Linked DNA regions of Anas platyrhynchos: region 2 is linked to region 1. A link is a contact called in public Hi-C data. All regions are on one chromosome and are shown on one strand. The core of a region is the stretch at or near the end of the contact, and the rest is flanking DNA. Distances in the headings are between cores, read along the strand shown.

Region 1 (7,367 bases), core at 3,752-6,251:
TTTTATAGTTAATTACCTCTTTGAGCAGAAGCTATTATTGATTTCTTCACTAGGGGGAACTTGTGTCCAGCTTGCTTTACGGGCATTACGCTGCCTTCCAGCGAACACAATCCGTGTAATGCCTCTTTAAAAGCCTTTTGCTCGGTAATACCCAGCTTGCATAATGTGGCGATCAAGGAGCTAACAGAGGCTGCACTCTTATCGCAGTGAGCAGAGCTCAGCTGCCATCCTGCCAACCAAGCAGCAGCTCGGATTGCTCATATTTTAGCAACGAAAGGAATCCCTGCATTTGCAAGGGATGCAAACAATGGTGTTGCCTGCACAAGGTCGGTTGGGTTTCACGGTCGTTTTCTGCTCATTTAGATCACCCATTTTTGCTAACCACCGGAGACACATGAGGAAATGCAATGGTTGGTGTAACACTTGGGAAAAATGGAATTTATTTGCTCTGTTATGCACAGCTAGGAGTTTTAAAAACCTAAGAGACATATATCTGATATCACTTACCCTCAGACAGGAGTTAGACACTTCTGTTGACCATACCCTACATGTTAGCATGTGAGGACGGATGTAAAATAATTACTTTTAAAATGGCACTGATGTAAGTTCCTTCATCAAGGCAATGCCAAGTGTGTTCCCATGGGTAAAAAATCTTGTTGGCTGCCCTTTTTAATATTTTCCTGGTTCAATAGTTTGCTGATAAACTTGCCTTACACTTCTGCCATCTCTTACCGATAGTTCCCTAATGTAAGAGTATCCTCCCATATGGTGGGATGAGGAGAATGAAGAACTCCATCCTCCACAACAGCAGCAGAAAAACAGGTTTGAGGGGAAACAGCTGAAACACAAAGTGCTGTCTTGTTTCTTTTGTGATCAAGTAGCTGAAAGCCAACACAGTGTTACTGGAGGGAAGTGATGTGCCTGCGGTATTCTGTAAGTCCATTAGGGCGTTCCCAGGTCTCTCTCATACTTCATCCTTCATAGGGACTAACTCCCTGGTCACTTTTCAACTCCCAGTAAACACCAAGCAGTGTTTTCATAACTCTCCATGTGCAACACCTCACTGTAATGACTAATGTTGGACCTTCTACCGAGCAAAAGTCAATCACGTTGTACTTACAGGCTATGCTCTTTGCATTTCAAGCTGCCTTGAGGAAGCAGCAGTTTGCTGCTGTGCAGTGTCAAGAATGAATTCCTTATCCTGTTCCAGGTCCTTCCTTGCAGTTGGAAGCAAGATGCTCTCCAAATGTGCAGCTAACTACCCACTGTGTCCTCGTGTACTTGCTCTTGTAAGCAAGAGGGAAGACCGAGGGGCAGTGAATAAAGAACTTCTTCCATTTTCTGTCCTCTCCTATCCACTAGCTTGCAAACGGAATAAAGGCAAGCAGTATTCACTTCTTTTGTGCAGGCAGGATTACGATTGCAGGAGAACTAAACAGAAGGATTTAGGAGGGAACAGAGGTTTTATCTCCCTGCACGGCTAAGTGTTATGATAATTTAATTCATTATTCTCCAAACATCCTATATCATCTACTTCCTTTTTCCTCCCAAGTCAGCACAACTGAGCAGCTCCACTGCTTGCTAAGTTATACACAATGTGTAACAACTGCTAAGTAGCAAGGAACACACGATTATAAACAAGCAGCAATACAAATGACTGGATGTAATGGAACTGATCATTTTTGTTCAAGACTGGCTGTGTAGTTCCAAAGAAAACACGCCAATATCTCCTTGGAGCAGAAACAGCAAGTTCAGTAGAGTTTGTCAGCGCGGCACCATTTGAGCCAATTTGTCATCAATTCTTAAAGAGTGTCTGGTGCTCCACGGAAAACTTCTAAATATAGAGACAATCTTGCTTATAGATCATTTTTACATTTCTCTTCCACTTTTTCCTCTATTACTGCTCAGTGAAGCCAACACGCTGATCCAGGACTCAAGTCAGGGGAGCTGTCTCCTGGCTCAAGCTAATGGCAGGGGGAAAACCTAGGAGTTTCTTAACTCTTTCCTCACAAAAATTGCATTTAGCGTTACTGATATCTTGGAATAAATGTTGCCATTTAACAAAATTCTTCTAAAAAACCTTTTAAAACTGCTGCCCAGCATGCCTTTCTACATTTAAGTGAAGTAAAGTACGAAAACTACCATCAATAACACTGCAAAAGATATAAAAAATGAGAGTACTTTAAGAAAACTTCTAATAAAAAAAAAATCAGATAAAGCTGAGCTCCATCTGACTGCAGAAATACCCAAATACCAGAGACAGTCTGAAGATTTCAGCAGAGCAGAAGTTCTGCTAGAGTTATTACTCTGCTGCAACTTTGATTGTGATGAGCATGCTTTATTTATCTCAGACAGCTTTTAGGACTTTCCAATAAGGGGGGAGAGGTTACTATCCTAAGTAATTTTAGCAGCAAAAGGTTTTCATATTAGACCTCCATTTTAGCACACATTCTGCACTAAAAACGCCTTTCTGTTATCTAACTTACTTCTCAATCAGCTTGAAAAAAAAAAGCACTTTCAGCAAGGAGAGTATCCAGATGGGCAGCTATTGCAGAAAATCCATTATGTAAAACCTGTTCTAGACTATTTCTCCACAAAATCAGGTCACTGCACGTATGGCCAGCCTGCCCAGAAAAGACACGTCCTATTGTCTTCGAAGATGCTATTCAGTCTGACAGCTTGCTGGATCCAGACAGCACAAATGGGACTGCTTTTGCAGTCTAGAGGCACGGCGCCTCAGATCAAGTCACTACTTTCATATATTTAAAGCTAGGCTTTACTATTTTAGATTAATCTCTAGTAAAATCAGTGGAAACGTACGCCCTTCTCGCTTCCATGTGTGTGACTGTGCCCGCTGACAATCACACACTGCTCCAACCAAAGTAAATGGCAAACCTCCTGTTGGCTTACGGGATGCAGGACTGGGCTGAATTCAGGCAGCACTGCCACGCGAGGCCATCTGCTCTGGATAGATGCATGTGACTCCTATTAAAGTCAAGAATAAAGGAGACAAATGCCCCTTTTAGCTGGGTGTGCTGACTTCAATAGGAGTTTGCACATTGGCATTCGAGCACCAAACTCAGCCCTCTGGGGAATGTGTAATAGCGCTTAGTTCATATCAAACTTTCTAAGCTGACCAATTCAGAGCCTTCCAGATCATTACCGCTGCGCTGACTTCTGCTTTCTTTGTGCATCCTTCCTATTGCTGATCAAAACAATTCTGGTCAGTGACAGTTAGAGGAGTGTCCTGTAGCCAGCAGCTTCTCCTAAGGACAGTCATAATGTATAAATAACACCAGTGTTTAAATTTATGGCAGCTGTGGTTTTCTTTTCCATAATTTACTTTTACACATGAGCTTTTGTTAAGAGGGTCGTCCACTGACTAAGCACAGTTTGCTATTTACTTTGGTTCTTTTAAACAACTTGGTGATAGGATCATCCAATCACACTGAAAGGTATCAAGCAGGGAACCAAAGTTGTGCTACTTATACAGCACAAATGATTTCCTTCCAATTGGTTTGGCAAATAAGAGGATTTAATTAGCCAGAGAGCAAATTAACCCTAATCCCATTAGATGAATTTATTTTTATTCACAACATTAACTTCCCCGGACAAAAGATTTTTTGAAAGAAAAGACAGAGGCTTTTAACAGTACTATTTAATAGCGTAGATGTTTTAAATAAATATTTTTTAATGAGAAGTGGTTTTCTTTCAGCACAGCTCTCTTCTGTGATGTCTACAATGTCTTGTAGGAACGTCCTGTTTAAGCAGAGATTCCCATTCAAATGGAGGTGTGTGTGTCAAAAGGCAAGAGCCAGCTTATTATCAGACAGACTGCGGGACTGCAGAGGATATTCAGAACACCCCTGCCAGTGTTTCTAGAAGTAATTGATTTAGACACTTCCAATGGCAATGTTATTATGGAGAGTTAATCAAGGGCGAGTTTTGAAAATAACTTCTTGAAGTACCTTCTGACATACACAAATTGTAGCTTTTCATTCTACCAGCTGAAAGCTGCTTATCAGATTTCTTTTTCCAGCAGAAAATCACCTCTAATCTGCATCTGCATAGGAAGTTTTCCTACAGAAGGATGTTTTTTTTTAGTTTTACTTTTGTTCATTTTATAAGCAGCTAAAAAACAAGGAAATAGGAGGTTGAAAAATTCTTCCTTGTGACTATCGGTAGAGATTACTCTCCTCCTTTTCCTTCCCCCAATGCACACAGGTTTAAAAATTTTCAGTATTTAAGTTAATATTACATTTTTGTTTTTTTTTGAGTTGCTAGGCAACATCAAAAAATAAACGTCCTTGCTCTGAGCTCATACCTTCATTATTCTTCCAGTGTTACAGAGTTGGTTACACAAGCCTTCCGTGGCTAAGTCCTGCTACTGTTTAGCAGCACCATCATTATTTGGTGTGCTCTAAGGGAAACACACTCTTCTAACCTACCTGGAAGACTTCTGCAAAATCTACCAGTTCAATTCCTGACTAACGCCTGAGAAGCTCTGTAGCTTTTGCAAACTCTATTCATCTTTCCCTCAAATCACCTGTCAATATATAACAAAAGAGCATGCCAGTTTTTATTTAATAATTTTAATTGTGTCTGGGCAGAAGGCAGAGCACATCGTACAGGAACTGCAAGCATTGTTTCGGTCCCCTCAGCATTTCCTTCCAGAATGCCAGAACAGAAGTGACTTATTAAATAAAAATGACTTCCATGCATAATTCTTGCTTAATAATTATATTTCAAAAAGGAAAGCTTAGTTATGCTTGCTGAGCCACCATCCCTGGTCACTCGTGTACATGAAAGATACTGCCTTTAATCCTCACTTTATCATATTATTAATCACAGTCAGCTATTGACAAAATTATTAGAACAAGTAATAAGTAAAAGGATGAGGCAATTCAACACACTGCATGCCTTTTCCTTCACTCAGCCTCACGTCACACTCACGGTCTCAGGCTGGCAGTGGAAGCAGAAGCCTGTTGTGATTTATCTACCATCCCAAGGCTGCGGAGCAAGGCTGTCCCAGGGCTTCCCCGGCTTCTTCCAACCCCAGCCAGACGCTTCACACTCGATGTGCCCTCCTGCTCTATGCATTCCTACCTCTATTTCCACCAACCTTCAATTCCTCTCCCACTCAAGAGCGCTTGCTTGTGCGGCTGCTTTTCTCCACTTCCCGAGTTTTGATGTCTATCTTGTCCCACCTTCTACTGCGTGGCTTCTGTAGGTGGAGCTACAGGGCCATCTACACAATACAATGTATAGTCTATTAATAAAACCTGTTCCCAGAAGCAATGCTATTTGTTTCAAGTTTGATTTCCTTGACAACATAATGGTAGATTATTTTCACATAGCAAGTTTTGGCACCGACCTGATTCCTTCAACGTCCTCTTAATCTCCCCAAAATGCTCTGCTTTGCCACAGAGTCCTCTTGCCACCACTCACTCAGCTCAGACAGCACAAGAGGTGGGGACAGGATCAAGGAATCCATTCACATCACTTACACGTGTGAAGACCACAACAGACATTTTTAAAACAATGTACATATCCACAAACAAACCCGGCTGCCTCCTGTGATCCACTGCACCTCTCCGAAGGACTCAAGATAGAGAAACATACCTCAGCGAGCAACACTGTGAAGCATCAGGGGAAGAGCTTCTTTCTTTTCCTTTCACTGCTGAGGTCTGTCTACTACTCTGCAATTATATCTGCACCTATTATGTAGACATCGTATATGGTAAAAAGCTGGGTTTGGGAGCTGCCATTTCTATGGCAACACACAAAATATGGAATTCTTTAAAAGCAGTTAGTTAAAAATCTGTATTCCTCGGTGTATTTAGTTTTTAAGAATAATCTAACCTTGACAGTTAATATAGGAAGGAAGTCACAGAATCACAGAATGGCGAGGTTGGAAGAGACCTGTGAAGATCATCGGGTCCAACCCCCTGCCGAGCAGGATCACTCCGAGCACGTTGCACACGATGGCATCCAGGCAGGTTTTGAATATCCCCAGAGAAGGAAACTCCACAACCTCTCTGGGCAACCTGTTCCAGTGCTCTGTCATCCTCGCAGTAAAGCAGTGCCCTCGCATATTACAGAATCACAGAATGGAAATGAAATTCAAATCGTCAAGGAACTTGTATCAGCATTGTGGAGGCTTCATCTCCCTGCAGTCTGCAAAGCTGGTTATGCTGCCTGTATTAAAACCAGGCTTTGGGGGCAGAGAACATGTTCACTGTGCTGATTACAGTAATGCATTTTTTGCTGGGACTCGGGGCAATGCAAAAGCCAATTACAGTAACAGTGTTATGCACATCTCTCACACGTAGCAAACCCAGAAAAACCCACTGAGAAGCACATGAAGTCCCAGGTCACGTAAGCAGCTGTATGTAGTCCAAACACAGTCCGTCCGACCTAAGTTCAGAGCATGGACTGCATTATTTTTTTGTTAATTTAGTTCATGTCTATCGTGCAGTGCATGAATATGGTGGCAATCAGAAGTTAACTGAATCCACAACAAAGAGGAATGCATTTTATTTTTAAACTATGAAAAAGTTGTTGTTTCCTTTGGGAGAATTATTATTGCTACCACATGGGAAGTTCAAATTGGAGACTTTTACAAGTCACCTTATCTAGAACTATTAGACAGGCAGACATAACCTGCTACAGGTCCTGACAGGAGCTGCTCCTCTCTTCCTGTAAGCGCTAGGAACATAAAATGAACTTGATCTACACGAAATACAACTAAACCATATTGCAGTCAAGTTTAAATAGGTACCCACAGTCTTTATATGTAAGTATATTCTCACAACTTCTTACGAGCACAGAAAACATTATCTTCATTTTGCTGAAGAAGGAACACGTAGGACATTCTGACTCCACAAAAATCAATGGATATTTTTTCAGTGGAGGCAGCACGTCACCCAATAAAAAGTATCAGACATCCCAATGTATTTAGATATCTATTATGGCATCAAATGCAGCCAGAAAGCACTGACACAGCACAGTGAGAGTACATAAAATATTGCTCTTTATAAAGCTATAAAAAGAGTTCCCCAAGATACTTGTCTCCATATTCTGCTATCACTTTACATTAATACATGGTTGAGCTTTCAGGCACTGGGGAAAATCTCCTCCCCTGTGAAGAAGCTAGCAATTTAAACCCCACAAGGTCATGTCAGCGACGTACACCAAGTGTTTGGGGAGGAGCAGGAACAGAGAAATAGTACTCTGAACTTCATGTATGTTATTGCACAAAAGGGAACACATTTTAAGGAGTGAAGAGACAAAGGGAGGAGGTTTATCTCCTTCACTCCAAGAGTCTTTTGCCATACACTGTTGAGAAGTGTTGAAAATATTTTCCT
Region 2 (7,293 bases), core at 3,482-5,981, 72 kb after region 1:
CCCTAACGAGCACATACACGCGTGCTCATAACCGCATGTACTGGACGCTGAACCACTCACTGCAAAGTAATACAAGCCAAAAAGGTGAACACAAACATTCGCCAGAAAGGCTGCAATTTTACACCATGCACTCACCAAGGCAATTGTTCATTTGGCCCAGCTCTCAGCATGCCATCTGCATGCATTAGGAGTTTAAGGTAAACACAGAAAAGTTTAGCATTTTTCTTAATCTGATAACCAATGAAACCAACAAATACATCCCCCTCATTCAGATTTTACAATACTATTTAGCACTAAGCAAACAACTTGTTCCTCCTAAACTAAAACATCTTTTGTGCTGTTTTAGAGCAGTTTAGTTTCCACTCTGGTGAGTCCATTTGTGGTCTCAGTGAAATAATGTTTGCATTTGAAGGACATCAGTAATTTACAGCGGCTTGAGAAGAGATGGTGCAGCCGTGCAAGATGAAAGAGATGACTGGTTTTACTTCATCTTAACTTTATCTACCATCACAGCTAGAACTGCAAGCTTGGCATAAGTGGCTTAAAAAGAAGCCAAGAACTTGAGGGTCTCTTCACTGCAGTTACTGAACCATCCAGAGCAGAAACCTTCGCAAAATGTCCAGCTGAAATGGTTGTGAAATTGGCTTTCACAGCACCAAGTAATGTAATGCCTGGTTGCACGCAGGCAAGCAGCACTCAAGCATCAATTTCCCTATTGCCCATGCACCCAGAGGGAGAAGATATTGTGGATTCTGACTAAGTTGTGACAGCTGAACTTTTATTCACCATCATACTAGGAAAGAACAATCTGCCTGATCTTATCCCGTGGTTACAAAGTTGGGACAGCCTGAGCACACGCGTCTACCAGCAGAACAGTTCTTGAACTGGATGTTATTTATTATTCAAATGTGTTATTTTATTATTCAAAACTTCTTAGTTTTGAACAACTAACAAAGCATAAAGACCATGGAAGACATAAATTAAAACCTATATCCACAGCATCAGCTGAAAGCCATCCTGGGCTTCTGCACAGCAACGTAATACTGGAGCAGTTCTTTTATGAGATCCTCCCTAGCATCCACGAATGAATCATCACCGCTTTCCACTGCAAAGCAAAGTTAAAAGCCAACAAAGAGATTGAACCCCTCTCAAATTACACTGATTTCTCTTGCATTCTGCCCGGGTTCCTGTCGCCTCCTCACATAACTCTTAAACTCCCACCTTGCCAAGGCTCCCAAAGTTTAAAAGGGGCTGCTCACGTGAAAAGAGCTCAGCGAGTATTTCAGCTGTACTCAGCCAAATCACCTACTGACAGTCAAAATCCAGCGTAAGGGGTCATCGGTATTTTTGTTTGCTTGTTTGTTTTTAAATTAAAATTCCTATACATTAATTTCAGCATACATTCAAACCAATTTAAGTTTTGAAATAAATAATAGAACATTTTTAAAAAAAATCAAATATAATTTAGTCCCGTTTGAAACACTGGCCAGGTTGTAAGTATCTTAGAGAAATTAGAGAGAACATCATATCAATCCTTAAAGTATTTTCCTGGAATTCTGACAACTTCATTGCTGGGGTGCTAAGTCCCAGTAATGACAAAAATGAGTAACTCATCTGCTTGGACTCTACTGTACCAAAAAAAAAAAAAAAAAAAAGAAAGAAAGAAAATTCTTCCACTTACTGACACTTACAGGTTACCTCTGTGACCTTCGGAGGCCACACTGTATCTGCATAATGAGCCAAATAAGGTAACAGCCTGCCAAAGTCATCCAATTTTCTAAATAGGGTGCTAAATGCGGAGCTTAATTACCAGTACTTTCCATATTCACCGATTATGTAACCAGCCTGCCTGAGCAGAATTTCAGGCTGGAATCGTCTGAACAGAAGGCCGAGAGCAGTGAGAAAGAGAAATGCTAGATGCAAAGACTCGCTCATCTTCCGTTCCTGAATCAGGACACCAGCTACATAACCCATGTTCAAATAGCTCCAAGTCTGAGACATATTCACATTAACAGAGGAATGGAAAATCTTAACTATATCTCTCATTTAACCTATCCCACCACAGAGAGGATTCTACCATAGTCTCTTGTAATCTGTCCAGTACTAAATACTGCAGTTGAAGCAATTACTTCACAATAGCATCCTCTGGTTTTCTCACCTCCACCTTCATTCGGATGCCTTGGTACTCTAGTCTCTTCCCAGCCACAGGGGGTGCATCCATTCAGAGGAAAGAATGTCATCTGCATGCATCCCTAAACTTTGGCAGTGGTGCTCTCTCTTCACCTGTAGCTAGAACTATCACCACGGTGCTAAAGGGCAGGAGGGAAAAAACAGTTGGTTTAAGCTGTATAACCACTTAGCGCTTGCTGTGCTCAGCACACAAACAAGGAATGTGCGGGGTGCTAAAACACTTCCCCATCCCCATCCCCCTGATGTTCACACCTGATGGGTACACAAACAACAATTTTGCATCACAAGCTTTTTTAAAAGAGATTCACGGTAAATAGCTGGTAACTAATAATTACAGCTCATGCTTCAGTGCTAGATCAGCTCTACATACCCATTTACCAATGCAGACATCCAAAGCTCACAATAAGAATTTGGGAAATAATGCTACCTATGAAAGCTGAGCTGCTCTTACACTGAAGATAAAATTAGACCATCTACATCCAAATGTTCTCAACTCACTGACATAGCTGCTATTACTTAAAGCATCAGCTAGCAGTTCTGATGGGAATGCAGCAGCTATGGAGACAAGTCTCTCCAAGATACTCTGAGCTGAGCTTACAGTAGGAGGTAAGATCAACAGGACGGTTGAAAAGCATTAATTTTGCTGATACCTCACCATTCTGATTGTGCATACAACAGATTTCTCCTATGATACAGAAATTACAATAGAACTTCAGATACCAAGTACTAGCATCAAGGGATGCACACAGGTCTTTTTCTCCCCATCTCACCTGTCAGTAAACTCAATACAGTCCTGAGTTTAATGGCCCTTGAGTCATAGTTTAGTACTTATTTTGTAACAGCTGATGTTCTGTCCTTAAAAGAAGGACTGAATATGACATTGACATCAGATCGCCTAGCGTGGTAGGTTTTTCTATGAGATACCAGCACCTTTTGAATATATGAGCACAAGAGTCTACCTACAGCGTATACCATAACTACAAGTATAAAAAAGTCAAAAAAATATCACTTTGAACGTATTCCTTCATTTCTTGTGGCAAGCATTGCTCACTGGGTCTTAATGAAGGGCAGGACAGGAAAGCTTATAGGAAACGGGACACAAGCACCCTCTTTACAAGATGTACTTCCATCCTACCGCAGAGGGAAGAAGGCCACTGAGCACAGCCACGGGGGCTGAGCTGGAGTAAGACCTCCTCCACCCCTGATGGTGCAGGGCCACTTGACAGCGCAAGCTACGAGGCAACTGACGATGCTGGAGATGCATTTAATCACGGCACATCCAGGGCCTGGCACGTTCAGGACCACCAGGTCGCCAGGTTTTCTGCTTTCTGACACAGTCCTGGTCGCACTGCTGCTGCAGGGCCCTTTTCCAGGCGCAGCGAGGAGCAGCTCTCCGTCACACCACGCCGGGAGCCAGCAGGGCACGGAGCATCGCCTCCTACCCACCTGGCATCCACATGGGGTGCGGGTTATGGGGCAGGTGCTGCTCCACACCCTGCCCACGGGTACCTGCGAGGTGCAGGGCTGCACAACTGGGCCCAGGAGGACAGCGACTGCCACAGGGGCACCCCCACAGCACCCCGGGGTGCTGGGCTCTTGCCCCAGCGGGGCTCCTGCTCCCAGCCCAGAGGTGCTGGTGGGTGCCAGGCTATCAAATCGCCTTCCCCGGCTGCCCCAGCCCTCCTCACCGAACAAAAGGCCGGGATGAGGCCCCAAAACGTCCCTGCGGGGCCCGGCCAGCCCCGGGGGAAGGGGGCGAGCCCGCAGCACGGCGGCCCCACAGAAGGGGGGCGAGGAGCTGGGGCCAGGAGCCGGGCGCCCCCCAACCCCGGGCCCTGCGGCAGGAGGGCTGCCGGGGGGGGATGGACGCAATGCAACAGCTCGGGAAGCGGGGAGGGAAGGAAGGAGAGAGGGAGGGAGGGAGGGAAGGAGCGAGGGGGCCGCACAATGAGGCCGGCGGCAGCCCCTGCCGCTAACAAAAGCTCCCCAGCCGCGGGGGTCGCACCGCGGGGCTGTCCCCGGGAGGGGGTCTCCCATCGCCCCCCCCCAATTCCCCCTTATTTCTCCCCGGTCCCCCCCCCAACCTCCCAAGGCTGCTGGCACGATGCAGCCTCCAGCTCCGGGGAGCCGCGGCACAAAGCGGGCCGGTCCCGCCGCCCTCCTCCCCGCACCGACCTTGAGCCGCCTCGGGCGCCCCTAAGGTTTTGGTCACCGCCTTCCAGACGTTGCAGCCCAGCAGGCAGAGGAGAAGCGCCGCCGACCTGCTCATCGCCGCCGGGAGGGAAGCGAAGCGCCGCCGGAGCCGCTGCCCCGAGCAGGAGGAGGAGGAGGAGGAGGAGGAGGAGGAGGAGGAGAAGGAGGAGGAGGAGGAGGAGGAAGAGCCGCATCAGGGGCCGGCCCGCTCCGCGCCTCCCTCCATGTTGCCGGGCGCTGCCCCTCCTGCTTTCCCCGCCCGGCCGCCGCTGCCCCCGTCCCCCCCGGGCCGGGCGGGGAGGAGACGGGGGAAGGGCTCCGCGGCCCCGGCTGCCTGCGGGGGGGCACAGCGCTCCCTGCCGGCCCTGCCCCGCCGAGGGGGGCGGGCGGACGATGGGGGTCCCTCCGCCGAGCCCCGGAGCCCGGCCGTGCTTACCTGCCCCCGGGGTTCGTCCCCGCTATCCCCGCCGCCCCCCTGCCTCCCCTCGGCAGCCGCAAAATGGCCTCTGCCTGGCGGGGGGGGACGGGGGGACGAGGCGGGCGAGGGGCGCGGTGGCTCGCAGGGGCCTGCTCGCCTGTTGCAGGGCGAAAATAAAGGCTAGGGAGGGCGAAGGGCACACGGGATCATTTCGGGGAAAGGGCCTTCAAAAATGGGGCAAGAAAGGAAGGGCGAGCGGCTGAAGGCAGATGCTGGAGGCCGAGGTGGCGGCTCTGCGCCCGCTGTGGCCTTGCAGAGCCCGTGGGGATGCAGTGGTGGCTGTCACCGCATCCTAGCAGGCCTCACAGGACGGTTTCTCTCAGGTTTAATCTGCCCCATCCGTAAGAGCATCTCTTGGTGTACATCTCTCGGTGTACATCTCTCGGTGTTACTTTCTCCCCAGGAGATGACACAATGCCGCAGCGCTCACGGCTGCCTGGCTCTGCTGAGCGTTGTGCTTCCCAGGTGCTGCTCATGTTTCCTGACTGCTGCTAGGGACAGCTATTATGGCAAGTCTTTATACAGCTGTGCAAAGCAAAGCCTCGGCCCCACCAGCTCACGGATTTCCCATGATCTGGTCCCAAATGCTGTCTATGCTTCTGTTTGCCTGTAAGGCTGAAGTTCGCATACATGGAAGTTTAATCCCTCATAGAGGCATCTTATTTTATGGCTTCAACTTGTAACAATTCTATTTTTAAATAAAATCTACCATAAAAATGTTGGATATTTATTTATAGGAAGCAATACAGTTGTTTACCACCACTTCAGTATGTAACCAGACTAGCTACCACAAGCTACAGGTTGTTTCTTTACTGAATTTTATGCAACTCATATCCCAGAAGTATAAAACTGATTTTGCAATCCTTGAATATTTTCCATTTTCTTTTTGGAGACACTCCAATTGATTATAATGTATTTTACCCTGATTTTATTGTTAAGAGGTTCAAATACATTTTCTTAGACTTGACAACAATGGTGTAGACATTGCTATTTTTTATTACTATTATTATTTTTATTGAGAGTTTGGAGGATTTATTTCTAAAGCTCGTTCCTATGAGAAAAGTAGTTACAGAAAGACTATTCATTTCAAAGAACAGACCAAGTGAGCGCATACAGATCATCTGATCTTATCCCTGTATCTTAAAACAAAGATTTGAATACTGTCTCGTGTCCTGTCTGAACATTTGCAATGAACCAAAAATGGTCTGAAGAGCCCAGAGGATTTAAAACAGAAAACAGATGAAGGTTTGGAGGCTGTTAGTTGCTATCATAGAATCACAGAATCATTAAGGTTGGAAAAGACCTCCAAGATCATCTGGTCCAACCACCAACCATCATTACTATGACACATTCCTTCATAAAGAAAGAACGTTAGCCATATGGTAAAAAAAAAAAAAAAAAAAAATTGCATACAGTCTACCACCTTTTTTAAGATCCTACTTCTCTTTCTTTGGATGTCCATGAATTTAAATTAGTACAAATAAGATGAAAGCCATAGCTTGAAAGTTAAGTGTAAGAGATCTCTGACCATAAAGAAAGCCAGACCTATTTCTTACAAAGAATATGCATTTTCCTGAATATAGTTTTATTCCTTTCATAGAAAACGGATACCATGGTCCTTGCAGCATCAGCAGATAACTACTCCAAACAAAATTTTGACTATTTTTGGTGTTTGAAAAACTTGCTGTTTTAAATTATCAGTAAACCCTACATCACCTCAAAGAAGGCGTTAGTCTGTGTATAGCATCAAAAAGCTACCATACTTTGTCTCTTTGTTAGCCATTTTAAGAACATTGAAGCAAAATAAACAGCATAGAAGTGCTTTTCCATTTCTGATTAGTATGTCTGGGTAGCTGTAGCAATGGAAACAGATTTCAAGTTTCTGTATTACATCAAAAATGCTTCATTTTCTGTAGACCAGAACTTGGCACGAGTCAAGTTTTTGCAAGAGCAAGCTGAAACGGGCTGGAAAGTACTGCACTATTAGTCCATGTAATGAGGAAAAGTTTACTCTAAAGCAACAAGATACCTGGATATTTATTATTAGCATTATTATATTAGCATATTTTGATAACAATTTTGCCATCAAATGTTGGCATTGAATATATCTCCTCAGAATGGTTGGGGTGGAAAAGAAATGAGATATTGCACTGAGAAATAGGATATTACACTGACTTTTGTCCAGAATTTACATTTATGAAAGTAAAAAGCCCTTTACATGGGGCTTGATCATGTTTTACAAAAAATACAAACTTTTGCTTTATCACTACTAAACAAATATTCTGTTTCAAGATTCAGCTTTGGCGGCATTTGTTCACCCGACCAAATTCAATGCAAATTCAATGAATTTGCAGTTTCAGAAGAGAAAGGTTTGTAATTCATAGTAAAAGCTACAGGCGTATGGAAAATTAACTTTGCTTTTTCCTCATTGC

Evidence for each region. A called contact is a pair of places that touch in the nucleus more often than the background predicts.
Region 2: a contact with region 1 is called in a Hi-C map of F5 follicle, with 2.3 times the contacts expected there. The contact joins the promoter of FAM171A1 here to the enhancer-like site in region 1. A contact is called at or near these places in 4 of 8 Hi-C or Micro-C datasets (F1 follicle, F5 follicle, skeletal muscle and 1 more).

Annotation. Positions count from the first base shown.
Region 1 is chr2:137,563,155-137,570,521 of IASCAAS_PekinDuck_T2T, forward strand. The region is part of intron 6 of FAM171A1 (family with sequence similarity 171 member A1); the gene reads right to left. Among named protein-coding and RNA genes, the nearest start is that of NMT2, 24 kb to the left of the region's middle. Within about 2 kb of position 5,002, at least 2 of the 8 cell types and tissues checked have an H3K27ac peak or open chromatin away from gene starts, as enhancers often do. A contact at or near this core is called in F1 follicle and F5 follicle, where this site is marked.
Region 2 is chr2:137,635,849-137,643,141 of IASCAAS_PekinDuck_T2T, forward strand. It overlaps FAM171A1 (family with sequence similarity 171 member A1), which reads right to left and starts at 4,732. Exons shown (of 9, transcript XM_072033672.1): 1 at 4,366-4,732.